3 separate regions of the Gossypium hirsutum genome follow, and all the other regions are linked to region 2. The links are chromatin contacts, called in public Hi-C maps. All regions are on one chromosome and are shown on one strand. Each heading gives the region's core, a stretch centred on a gene start, on an enhancer-like site or on the middle of the called end of the contact. The rest is flanking DNA. Distances are from core to core; before and after follow the strand shown.

Region 1 (3,742 bases), core at 356-2,855, 180 kb before region 2:
TGATTTGACACGGTCTAGACACATGGACGTGTCTAATGCCGTGTGAGGCACACAGCCTGTTCACACGGGCATGTGACCTCTGTGACTTTGAAAATTGTTTTAGTTTCAAAAATTTTTGTATGAGCTCGGTTTAGTCCCGACCCCTTTTCTAAAGCATGATTAAGGTCTCGTTGACCTATATAAGGGACTCTATAATGATGTTTGACTATGTTTGTGGATGTTGATATTGAATTGTTTGCAAATTGTTTCGATTTGTTCGGTAATGCCTTTAACCCTAATCCAGCGACGGATACGGGTTAAGAGTGTTACATAGAGTGCGCATGTCGATTGTGTTAGCCTATTGTTTTAGGTGTGGTGTACATCTTCCTTCATTAAAATAAAATAAAAGAATGAAAACTATAATGATATTTTGGGTTCAAATCTCATATATGTATGTAGTTTTTTAAAGTTTATATAAAAATATAAAAAGACAAAAGTATTCTCAAAATAATATTTATCAATTTATAAAAATAATATTTTCCTTGTAATTTTAACAAATGAGTTGATGGATGACACATCCCATGATATGAGTGAAAACAATTATGTAACAAATATATTTATAAAGGCAATGTTAGCTAATTGTTGATTGCAGTGGCTGGTTTGACCAGCTGGTTCTATTAACGGTTTATTTAAAAATGTTTGGTAAAACTTAGTTGATAATTGAATGTTGAATGTTGAACGTTGATATATGTAAAATAACAAATAAGGGTATGCCACATTTTATTGTTAAGTATTTATTTATTTATAATGCTTTAACCTTTATCTAGTGAAATTATTGAAATAAAATACTACTACTAAGGAATTAAAATATTCATTATAGAAATTAATTAGAGAATATTTTTAAAATTTTAAATAAACAACGTTCTTTATTTGTAAATATTAACATTGTAGAAATTGATAAATATTAATAGTGTATCAATATAATTATAAATTATATTCTTAGTGATAATTATGTCATATTCTTAATATGTAAACAAGTGATAATTATACTACACTCTGAATAAATTTGGCAACTAGCATATTTTAATTAATATAAACTTGCATAAGAAATCATTTTACACAAGTAAATTAAAAATAAATTAATAGTACAAAAATATTCAAGAAATAAATACATGTGACAAAGAGAGAAAATTTTGAGCAAACATGATCAAATATATTATCTTCAATCAAATGTAAAAAAAGTATTTTCTGTTTTTGAAGGTTTTAATTAAATAAACTATTATAAACCTACACTCACCAAAGTAATGTATATATATTTTAGAGTTTATAGAAAAAATAATACATTTGTTGAGTATTAAACTGAATTGAGATTTGATTAAATATATAATATAAATATAGATTTAGTATAGTGGTATAGTACATAATAGCAATCTTTTTTATTATCTTAAAGGGATGCGAGGAATGGGGTGGGGTTATTAACGGAGCATCGACGTGTTAAAGTCAATCGGGAATAAGACACATGTATTTCATGCATTACCCTTTCCCTTTCTACGTTTTGTCTTATCAGTATGGTAGGTGAAATAATAATATGATTATAAAAATGGAATATTATAGCAAATCACCCAATTTCACATTCACTCATCTAATTTATCCAAGCAGCCCCTCTTGTATCCTTTTTTAAATCAAAGTCGGTTTACATTACAGCTCCTTTACTTCCACAACACTTCCAAATCTTCTTTTTCTCTTTACTTTGAAAAAGCTTACAACTTTCTTCCAAATCTTTCTTCTTAAACTTCTGGGTTTTTCTTTATACGACCAAGCAAACGCCTCATTGCTGTGTCGAAAGCACAAACCAAACGGAAAAAATTGAGCTCCCTAGAAGGATTGGGAAACTTGACCAGCGAAAAGAGGCGACTTTGATACTAAGTTATTGTTGATTGAAAGATTCCCCCATCTTGGGTTATTATTAGAGAAAAAAAGTTTCTCCTGGAAAGATGAGGGAAAATTCTTGGTTTGTAATTTGCATGTGGGTTTTGTTAGTGGGGAATTGTTTGGGGAGGTTTGTGGTGGAGAAGAACAGCTTGAAGGTGACTTCGCCGGAATCAATCAAAGGGGTTTATGAGTGTGCGATTGGGAATTTTGGGGTTCCTCAGTATGGGGGTACCTTGGTTGGCACTGTTGTTTATCCTAAAGCTAATCAAGGCGCTTGCAAGTCCTTCGATGATTTTGACATCTCTTTCAAATCAAAGCCTGGGGGATTACCCACTTTTCTCCTTGTTGATCGTGGAGGTCTGCCTCTTTTTTCTTCCTATTTCTTATTTTTTATCTATCATAGATTCTCCGATTTTGGAAATAAAAGAATCGGACTATGCTTTTATTTGGCCTTTCTATTTATGTAATTTATGGTATTAAATGTTAGTAACCCTACTTAATTTTGCTGGCAGTTGACACTTGTTAAATTTAGCATTGCCCTCTGGTTTCAATTTGGTAGTTCTTAGGGATTTGAATTGGCTTTCAGTTTTTGCTCTTCTCAAAGAGCTTTAAATGCACGTGCTTATCATCTTTAACTTGGCTGTTGTGGCAGATTGTTTCTTCACCTTGAAGGCATGGAATGCTCAGAAAGCTGGAGCTGCTGCTATTCTTGTTGCTGACAGCAAGGATGAGCCCTTGATTACCATGGATACCCCTGAAGAAGAAAATGCTAATGCTGAATACCTGCAGAACATCACCATTCCATCAGCCCTTATCAGTAAATCACTAGGGGACAGCCTCAAGAAGGCCCTTAACGGTGGGGAGATGGTTAATATGAATCTTGACTGGAGGGAGTCACTTCCTCATCCTGATGAACGGGTTGAGTATGAGTTCTGGACAAATAGCAACGATGAGTGTGGGCCAAAGTGTGACAGCCAGATAGAATTTGTCAAGAACTTCAAAGGAGCTGCTCAAATACTTGAGCGGAAGGGCTACACTATGTTCACCCCCCACTATATAACTTGGTATTGCCCTGAAGCTTTTATTTTGAGCAAACAGTGCAAGTCACAGTGTATCAATCATGGGAGGTACTGTGCTCCAGATCCTGAGCAAGACTTCAGTAAAGGTTATGATGGTAAAGATGTGGTGGTTCAAAATCTTCGCCAAGCTTGCTTGTTCAAAGTTGCCAATGAAAGTGGAAAGCCATGGCTTTGGTGGGATTATGTTACGGACTTTGCTATCCGCTGCCCGATGAAAGAGAAGAAATATAACAAGGAGTGTGCTGATAAAGTTATCCAAGCCCTTGGTAGGTTAATGCTTTACTTGCAATGCTCTCTATTATATATGATTCTTAAAATGTGTCGCACAATATTGCTGCTGCTATACTGTTCTGAAGGTGCTAGTGTTGCATTTTGATTGATTTTATTTCTTCAAAAATGGAGCATACGACCATTGAATTGGTTCCTTCTTTCTGGAAATGAGCAATAAGTAATTTTTTCTTCCTGTTTACCGAAGTTGAAGAAAAAGGATTGTGTAGTAGCGCTAATGAATTTATATACATTTACATGTGCACCTACCTGTATGTGTATTTTTATTATATATGTATGTAACTCTGATTTTATTGGGATCTAGAAAAGCAAAAGAATTCTTATTTGCCCCTGGAAATGTTTGATTACTTAAGTAATCTGTTATGGGTTAAAAGCAAGTTTGTGTCTTTACATTTGACATGTGTACTTATGTTTATCGTATGTCTTCCATTCTCTGCTTTATAGGTGTTGATCTCAATAAAGTA
Region 2 (3,651 bases), core at 798-3,297:
ACATAGTAATATGTTTATGTAAGATTGTCTAGCTTCCCTCTTATTACATTGTTTCTGATAAAAAATCTCAAAACAACAATATTTTGAAAAGAAAACACAATAATTTTTATGTAAGATTATCTTGTTTCCTTCCTATTATATTGTTTTTACGTAATCGTTTAATTTTTTGAGGGGTTAATGGCCAAGTTTTCCTCAATAACTCTACTTTATTTTAATTAATATTAGTTTAAAATAAATTTGTCACTATATTTTTAATTTAATATTAAATTTTATTTCTTCTATTTGATTGAATTTGTTTAATAAATTTTAATTTTAATTTCATTTTGTTATTTTTTTTGAAGAGAAGATTTAATAAAAAATAATGTATTTTATGATTTTGTTTTAGTATTTGACAATAACAGTTCAATTAAGGCTTGATATATAAGACATTTTTTTAATACGATACATGTGTTATTTTTTGGTCCAATTTAATACTTGTATATGATGTTAACTTTTTAATAATTAATCCAAGTTTTAAGGTTGATTTGATGAAAGTTAATTTTTAATACTCTTATTAGGTTTGATTTTTTATTATTATTTTGTTAATAGAATAAATTTAGGCTTAATTGTGAAATTGTTTAATTTTGTGTTTAATTTTCAAATACAATCCGATGGATGTGATTTAATTCAAGTTTTAGAGTCGATTTAGTGAAAGTTAAATGCTAATATTATTTTTTAATTATGAATTTTCATCAAATCAATTCTAAAACTCGAATTAAACAATTAAAAATTAACATTGTTACTTTTGAATACCAAAATATATAACTTTTGTCAAAAATTAATGTTAGATTAGACAAAAAGGTAACACAGGTACCATGTTTAAAAAAAAGTGTTAAATTCAAGTAACAAAAATTATATAGTAAGCCTTCAATTAATTCAATTTTAGAAATTAACAAAATATTTTTATAAAAATTAAATTTATGTTTTTTTCAAGTCAACCTTCCATTAAATAAAAATGATACGATAATTTTTTTTAAAAATTAACATATTATTAATTATTTCAATAAAATATTAGAAATAACTTCTTCTTTTTTAATTTTGCTTTGGAATCATCCAAATTTAATAATGAAGGGTAAATTTTAATGAGTAACTATAAAAGTGATCACTTTTGTTTGTCTGGTATGATATTTGAATTACTTATATTTAAAATATTACGTTTTAGTCACTTATGTTATTGTTTTGTTACAAAGTGGTCACTTTACTGTTAAACTCCGTTACCTCCCTAACAGCAGCCCTACGTGGTAGTTCAAATGGGTTTTAAATGTCAACTTGGATATCCAATTTCTAGGATGAAAATAAGTTTTTAGTTAAATAAATTTAATTTGGATTGTCACGTAAAACATCTAAGTTGGCATTTAAAACCTATTTGGGCTATCACGTAAGATCGTCATTAGGGAGGTAACACCACTTCGTAACAAAACAATAACGTAAGTGACTAAAACGTAACATTTTAAACATAAATAACTAAAATGTAATCTGAGTCAAACAAAAGTGACTATTTTTACAGTTTATCCAATTTTAATTGCAAAACAATTTAATAGAATTAAAATTTCTAAGTAAAAATTGAAATCACATACAAAATAGAAAGAAGAGAAAAGATTGGTGGGAAAATAGTGCAGTACTCATCATGGCAGTAAATTTATCCCTTTAACCCATTATTGTGAAAATAGTGCGGTACTCATCATGGCAGTAAATTTATCTCTTTAACCCATTCTTGTGATTGAAAATAAGAAATTCAATTTAAACCTTACACATATTCCGGAGAAATTAAATTGAAAGCGATAGGTGGGGAAATTCCAAGCCCTCATTTATGTTCATATCATTTTAAGCGTGAAGATGATTCAAATTCAATTTTATTTCTGGGGATCAACATATATTTATTTCAAATTCAATTACAATTTTAATGCCCTACTCTTAAGGAATGTTTAAAAACAATGGAATTCCATTCCCAGAATTACAGCCAAAAGGCTTTTAAATTTCCGCGAATTTTCTTTATTCTCCCTGCACTTTATGAAAATGGGTTTAGCAAATGAAAACAAAAGCATGGAGGAAGCATCAGTTGGTCTGAGAAGATTCGGGGACGAGCAGAGCACGCTGCTGGACCAGTTCGAGAGGCTGTCCTTTGAGGCGCAGTTGAAACAAGCTATATTGGGTAGGAGCCTGTCGGAGTCCAGCCTGGTTAAAAGGTGCCGCTGCTCGCAGTTGTTGGCACAACCGCCAGCGGCGGCGCAGGTGGGTAAAGGGCGTTGTGGGTCTGGTTTCAACAGGGTCCTGAAGAAGTTGATGAAACCAATACTTGGTGGGAAAGGAAATGCTGAAAAAAACCCGGTGACCAACCCTAACAATTCCATGTTTTTTAATGCTTTTAGCAGGTCTCTACGCTTCTGATGAAATAAAAATCTTGTTTCATTTCTTTTTGTCATCCCATTTTTCTTTTTGGTAAATGCCAATCAATGACTCAGCAAGTTCCAAAAGCTGATACTTCCGTTCCCTATCTGATTATACTTGGTCATCAATCCATGTTCTCACAACAAAGACCGCAATTGCAAGCTTTGCATTTGAATGATTTTAAAGAAATAATAGTACCCTTTAAAGACACGAGTGAAACTTTCAGTAGCATGAAGCAGGATGCTGGCTGTTCAACCATATCATCCTGGCATTGTTAGATGTTAATTAATATAAACAAATAAATTAAACGGAAAAAAATGTCTGAAAATGGTTCTTTTTTTTTTTTTTTTTTGAAAGACGAGAATTTTCTTGGTTGATGTTTTGGGGCACTTTCTTCTTTTTGATACTCATGTTTGGGCTTAGTCCAATTGATAGCATTTCACTAAAGGGGCATTTACAACCGTTGGATCAACATGTTAAAATTACAACCACAATCAAGCTAAGACCGTTGAGCAGAGTAGGGACGTTTAAAACGTCATCTTCAAAAATAGCACCCAGCTTTAATAAGCAGGTGCAGACATGCCGAAACTGACAACCATGGAAACGTTACACAAGACGCTGGATCTCAGCGTGTATCGGACCAATTTTCGAATCAGGTGTCTCCTGGTTCAACGAATGGCAGCAAGAGCATCCCCTTGGATTTTCTTGTCCAAGGCAAATAGCAGAGCCTTTAAGCAAGGAAAAGAAAGAGTCGAGGTGCTTATTTCGCAGCATCTGATCCACTACCAGAAGCAGGAGGCGGCCAACCTTGAAGTACGCCAAAATCAAATTTCGCTAGGTCAGGATCTGTCGCCTTTGCTCTTTAACTGGAAGCTTGTTGTTGTTGATGAAGAACTCGTAGAAATATTTATGGAGTTCATAATTTCATTTCTAAATAAAAAAATATAGCCCGAGTAAATTCATTGAAATGGTTTAGTAATACAGAGTCGTAGTCACTTCTCTTGAACAAAATTACTCGCTATATTTTTCACTCGTTTATTGTATACAGTACTAAGAGCAACTTGTTCTGCGTGACATATAAAATATAATATTAGGGTACACGCCGGGCCTGCGATATCTGCTATCTATTTTCGAATTCTGGATGGATAAGCCAAAATTGGATGCACCTGAATCTGATGATGATCTCCTCTCCAATATCCCCAAAAGGTATTAACGCATACATTT
Region 3 (3,661 bases), core at 614-3,113, 250 kb before region 2:
AACCTAAGAACTTCCAAACTAACAACTTAATTTCATCAAAAACTTGTTTTAAGACTTCTAAAATATCAAAATTATGAGAAAAGGACTTGATTGAGCTTACCAATTAACTCCAAGCTTCATAAACCTTATTTCCCCTTTTCTTTCTTCTTTCCTTTCTTTCTCCCCTGTTCTTCTCTGTTTCGTTTGCTTTCATTCTGATTCTTTTAACTTATTTGTTTCTTTTATATATAATAATATAATATAATATAATATAATATAATATACTTAATTATTAAATAAATATATATATATTTTTAATCAATAAAATCTTTGATATTTTCTATGTTAAACCGCCTCAGCTATAGGAAATGGTTTAATTTCCTCTTACTTTAATCTATAATTAAACTTTTACTCTTATTCAATTTAATCCTTTTTACTAATTACTCTAAATTAAGCTAAATTTACTTAATTAAAACCTAATTAAACACAATACTAGACTCATAAATATTTTTAATAATTATTTTCGAACTTATTTCACTAAGACGGAGGCCCGATAACATACTTTTCTAGTGCCCACGGATTTTGGGTTGTTACATCCTCTATAGGTAATTTTACTTTTATATAAAAATTAACTTAAATCAAGCTTAATATTATTATATTGATAATAAATTTTGTTTTATGCTTAAAAATATTTAAAATTATTAAAATATTGATATAAAATATTATATTTTTCAACATTATTAAACATACATATTTAATTATTTATATTTAGTCATATAATAAATTATTAATATAATTTATTATTTTAATAAATTATTTAACATTTAAATTTTATTTTAATAATAAATTTTAAAAATAATAATTTTAAATAATATTCTTCACATATTATTAAAAATAATCAATATTAATATTTTAATAACAAATATTTATTACAATTATAAATTTATTAATAATAAATATTTTGTAGTATAAAGGTTAAAATATGCTATAAGTCTATGTACTCTTCACAAATTTACAATTTAGTCTCTGTATTTTTATTTTCAAAAATTTAATCCCTCTACTTTTTAGATTGAAAAATCAAGTCCAATTATTGACATTGTTAAATTTATTTTTGTCAATTTTGTTGATGTCACATTTTTAAATAAAAAAAACTCAATTGGTAGTCATGTAACTAAAAAATGACGTTGTAATGAACTTGAATTTAACAAAATATTTTTAATATATGCAAAAATAATGTAAAATATAAATTTATAAATATAAATTAAATTAAATTAAACAATAAAAAGATAAGAAAATCTCAAATGTATGTTTGTTTCATTAAAAAAAATTTTATGAAATATTTTTAAGAAATCCGTCAAACAACAGAAAATATTTTACATAGATTCATCCAAACACCAGAAAATATTAAATTTTAGAGGAAAGTAAATTATTTTCCAGAAATCATTTTTCGAAAATTATTTTCAATGAAGCAAACAAACCCTTAATATATAATTAATAGATGTAATAAAGAATGCATAATGCAATTAAAATGTAAGTATTATATTAAAATAAAAGTTCTGGTTTAACAGTAAAGTTAATGTTTTATTGATGTAATTAGTATTGGTTCAAATCCCATTACATGTAATTTTTTCGTTGGGTTTTTAATAAAATAAAATAAAAAGATCAAAATAGCTTCAAATAATATAACTTATTTTAATTACAAAAAAATATTTTCATAATTCCTCTAATTAAATTAGTGTTTAATTGACTCGTGATATTGACATTATAAAGTAAAATTTAAATTTGTTAGTCTCCACCTAACAATAGAAATGTGTTCTAGAAGGGCTTTGAAGAACTAGAAAAATGTTATAATTCCGGAAGCCCAACTGAGAAAGGGCCAGTGTGGGGATGATGAATGCTCGAACTGAGAAATATCTTCATCATTATCAGGAACCCAGTCTTGTGTTGGGCCGATGGATAAAAAATAGTAACGTAACAAAAAGAAGATGCTGAGTCGCTGTCTATGCTTCTTCACTGCTTTTGCATCGGTTAGGACTCATTTCTGTATTGCTGGTATCTGTCTCTCTCTTTCTTTACCAATTTCCAGAACACAACGCCCAGTACCCAACACCTCTAACAACAACAACAAAAAACAGACGATCCCCGCCCTCAACCAAAAAAGAAATGCTGCAAGATATGAAGCAGAGACAGTTTCGATGGGGAAGGATTAAGATTCCCATGTTTGTTGTTTGTTTTGGTTTGTTTCTTTGCTTCTCAAATGTTAATGCTTCCATTCATGAGTATAGAATGGAAGCTTTTAGCCCAAAATCTGATGCTTTCTTTTTCCATGGAGGCAGTGAAGGTCTCTATGCTTCTAAGCTCCATGAACCCACCACTGATGCTTCTTCTGAAACCAAACCATCTTTCAAGGGGAAGTCCATCATCAGGTACTTTTTTATATATATTTACTCTTCCTTTACTTGATCTTTGCTTTTGCTTTTGCTTTTGCCTTTCCTTTCATTTGAAGAATTATTTTTACTCTTTCTAATTCTTCTACTGTTGGTTTTGATTTTTTTTGGACTTTGATTCACATTGAAAATCATCATCATTTCACGCGATAGTATGATGATGCCCTTTCCATTTCGAAACCCTAGCTACTGTTTAGTTAACAATTTGATTGGCCATGTGCTTAATTTGGTAGATACATAGTGTCTGTCAAAATTTGGTAGTGATTGTTGTTGATGTTACTGTACATGTTGGAGTATTTTCAGTTTTGATCCGGTCACCTTTGTGAGACCGAAAGAGACTGCAAAAAGCCATCATCAAATGCAGCAGAACACGGGATTAGTGGAAGCAATCATACTTGAAGTTAAAGATAGAGCAAGGATTGGAGGGTCTTCTTTAAAATCCGATGCCATTTGCTGCGACAAACAACTTGCGGACCAGGGGTCCTGCAACCAAGGTGAGGTTATCATCCAACATAACCCGAACAACCTTGGGTGGCCTAAACGGATTAAGACCTTTTTCCAAGGAGACAATGAAGAAGCTAAAATGGATGTTGAAACAGTTGAGATAAACAGCACCGGGATGTACTACCTTTATTTTATGTTCTGCGATCCCCAACTCAAGGGTACTCTTATTAAAGGAAGGACCGTCTGGAAGAACCCCAATGGTTATTTACCTGGGAAGATGGCTCCGTTGATGACATTTTATGGTCTCATGTCTTTGGCTTACCTTGTGCTTGGTCTTGCCTGGTTTCTAAGGTTCGTTCAGTTCTGGAAGGATATCATCCATTTACACTACCATATCACCCTTGTTATTGCACTTGGAATGTGTGAGATGGCTGTCTGGTACTTTGAATATTCTAATTTCAATTCAACTGGGACCAGACCAATGGGTATTACGTTGTGGGCAGTCACATTTGGCTCTGTTAAGAAAACTTTATCTCGCCTTCTTCTTTTGGTGGTTTCCATGGGCTTTGGTGTAGTGAGGCCAACACTTGGTGGCTTAACATCCAAAGTAGTTCTGCTTGGTCTGATATATTTTATTGCGACAGAGGCACTTGAGCTAGTAGAACACTTGGGGAACATTAATGACTTTTCTGGGAAAGCGAAGTTAGTTTTGGTACTACCTGTTGCGTTTTTGGATGCTTGTTTTATTCTATGGATTTTCTCATCACTGTCAAAAACTTTGGAGAAACTTC

The links. A called contact is a pair of places that touch in the nucleus more often than the background predicts.
Region 1: a Hi-C map of leaf shows a contact between it and region 2, with 2.5 times the contacts expected there. The contact joins the promoter of LOC107896826 here to the promoter of LOC107896820 in region 2. A contact is called at or near these places in 13 of 34 Hi-C or Micro-C datasets (anther, callus, leaf and 1 more).
Region 3: a Hi-C map of leaf shows a contact between it and region 2, with 2.6 times the contacts expected there. The contact joins the promoter of LOC107896829 here to the promoter of LOC107896820 in region 2. A contact is called at or near these places in 2 of 34 Hi-C or Micro-C datasets (both in leaf).

Annotation. Positions count from the first base shown.
Region 1 is chrA10:87,819,412-87,823,153 of Gossypium_hirsutum_v2.1, reverse strand. LOC107896826 (vacuolar-sorting receptor 1) reads left to right here and starts at 1,605. Exons shown (of 11, transcript XM_041078911.1): 1 at 1,605-2,268; 2 at 2,564-3,256; 3 at 3,723-3,742. The coding sequence starts at 1,974.
Region 2 is chrA10:87,635,452-87,639,102 of Gossypium_hirsutum_v2.1, reverse strand. LOC107896820 (zinc finger CCCH domain-containing protein 48) reads left to right here and starts at 2,047. Exons shown (of 9, transcript XM_016822101.2): 1 at 2,047-3,265; 2 at 3,522-3,633.
Region 3 is chrA10:87,884,915-87,888,575 of Gossypium_hirsutum_v2.1, reverse strand. LOC107896829 (transmembrane protein 87B) reads left to right here and starts at 1,863. Exons shown (of 5, transcript XM_016822116.2): 1 at 1,863-2,405; 2 at 2,730-3,661. The coding sequence starts at 2,143.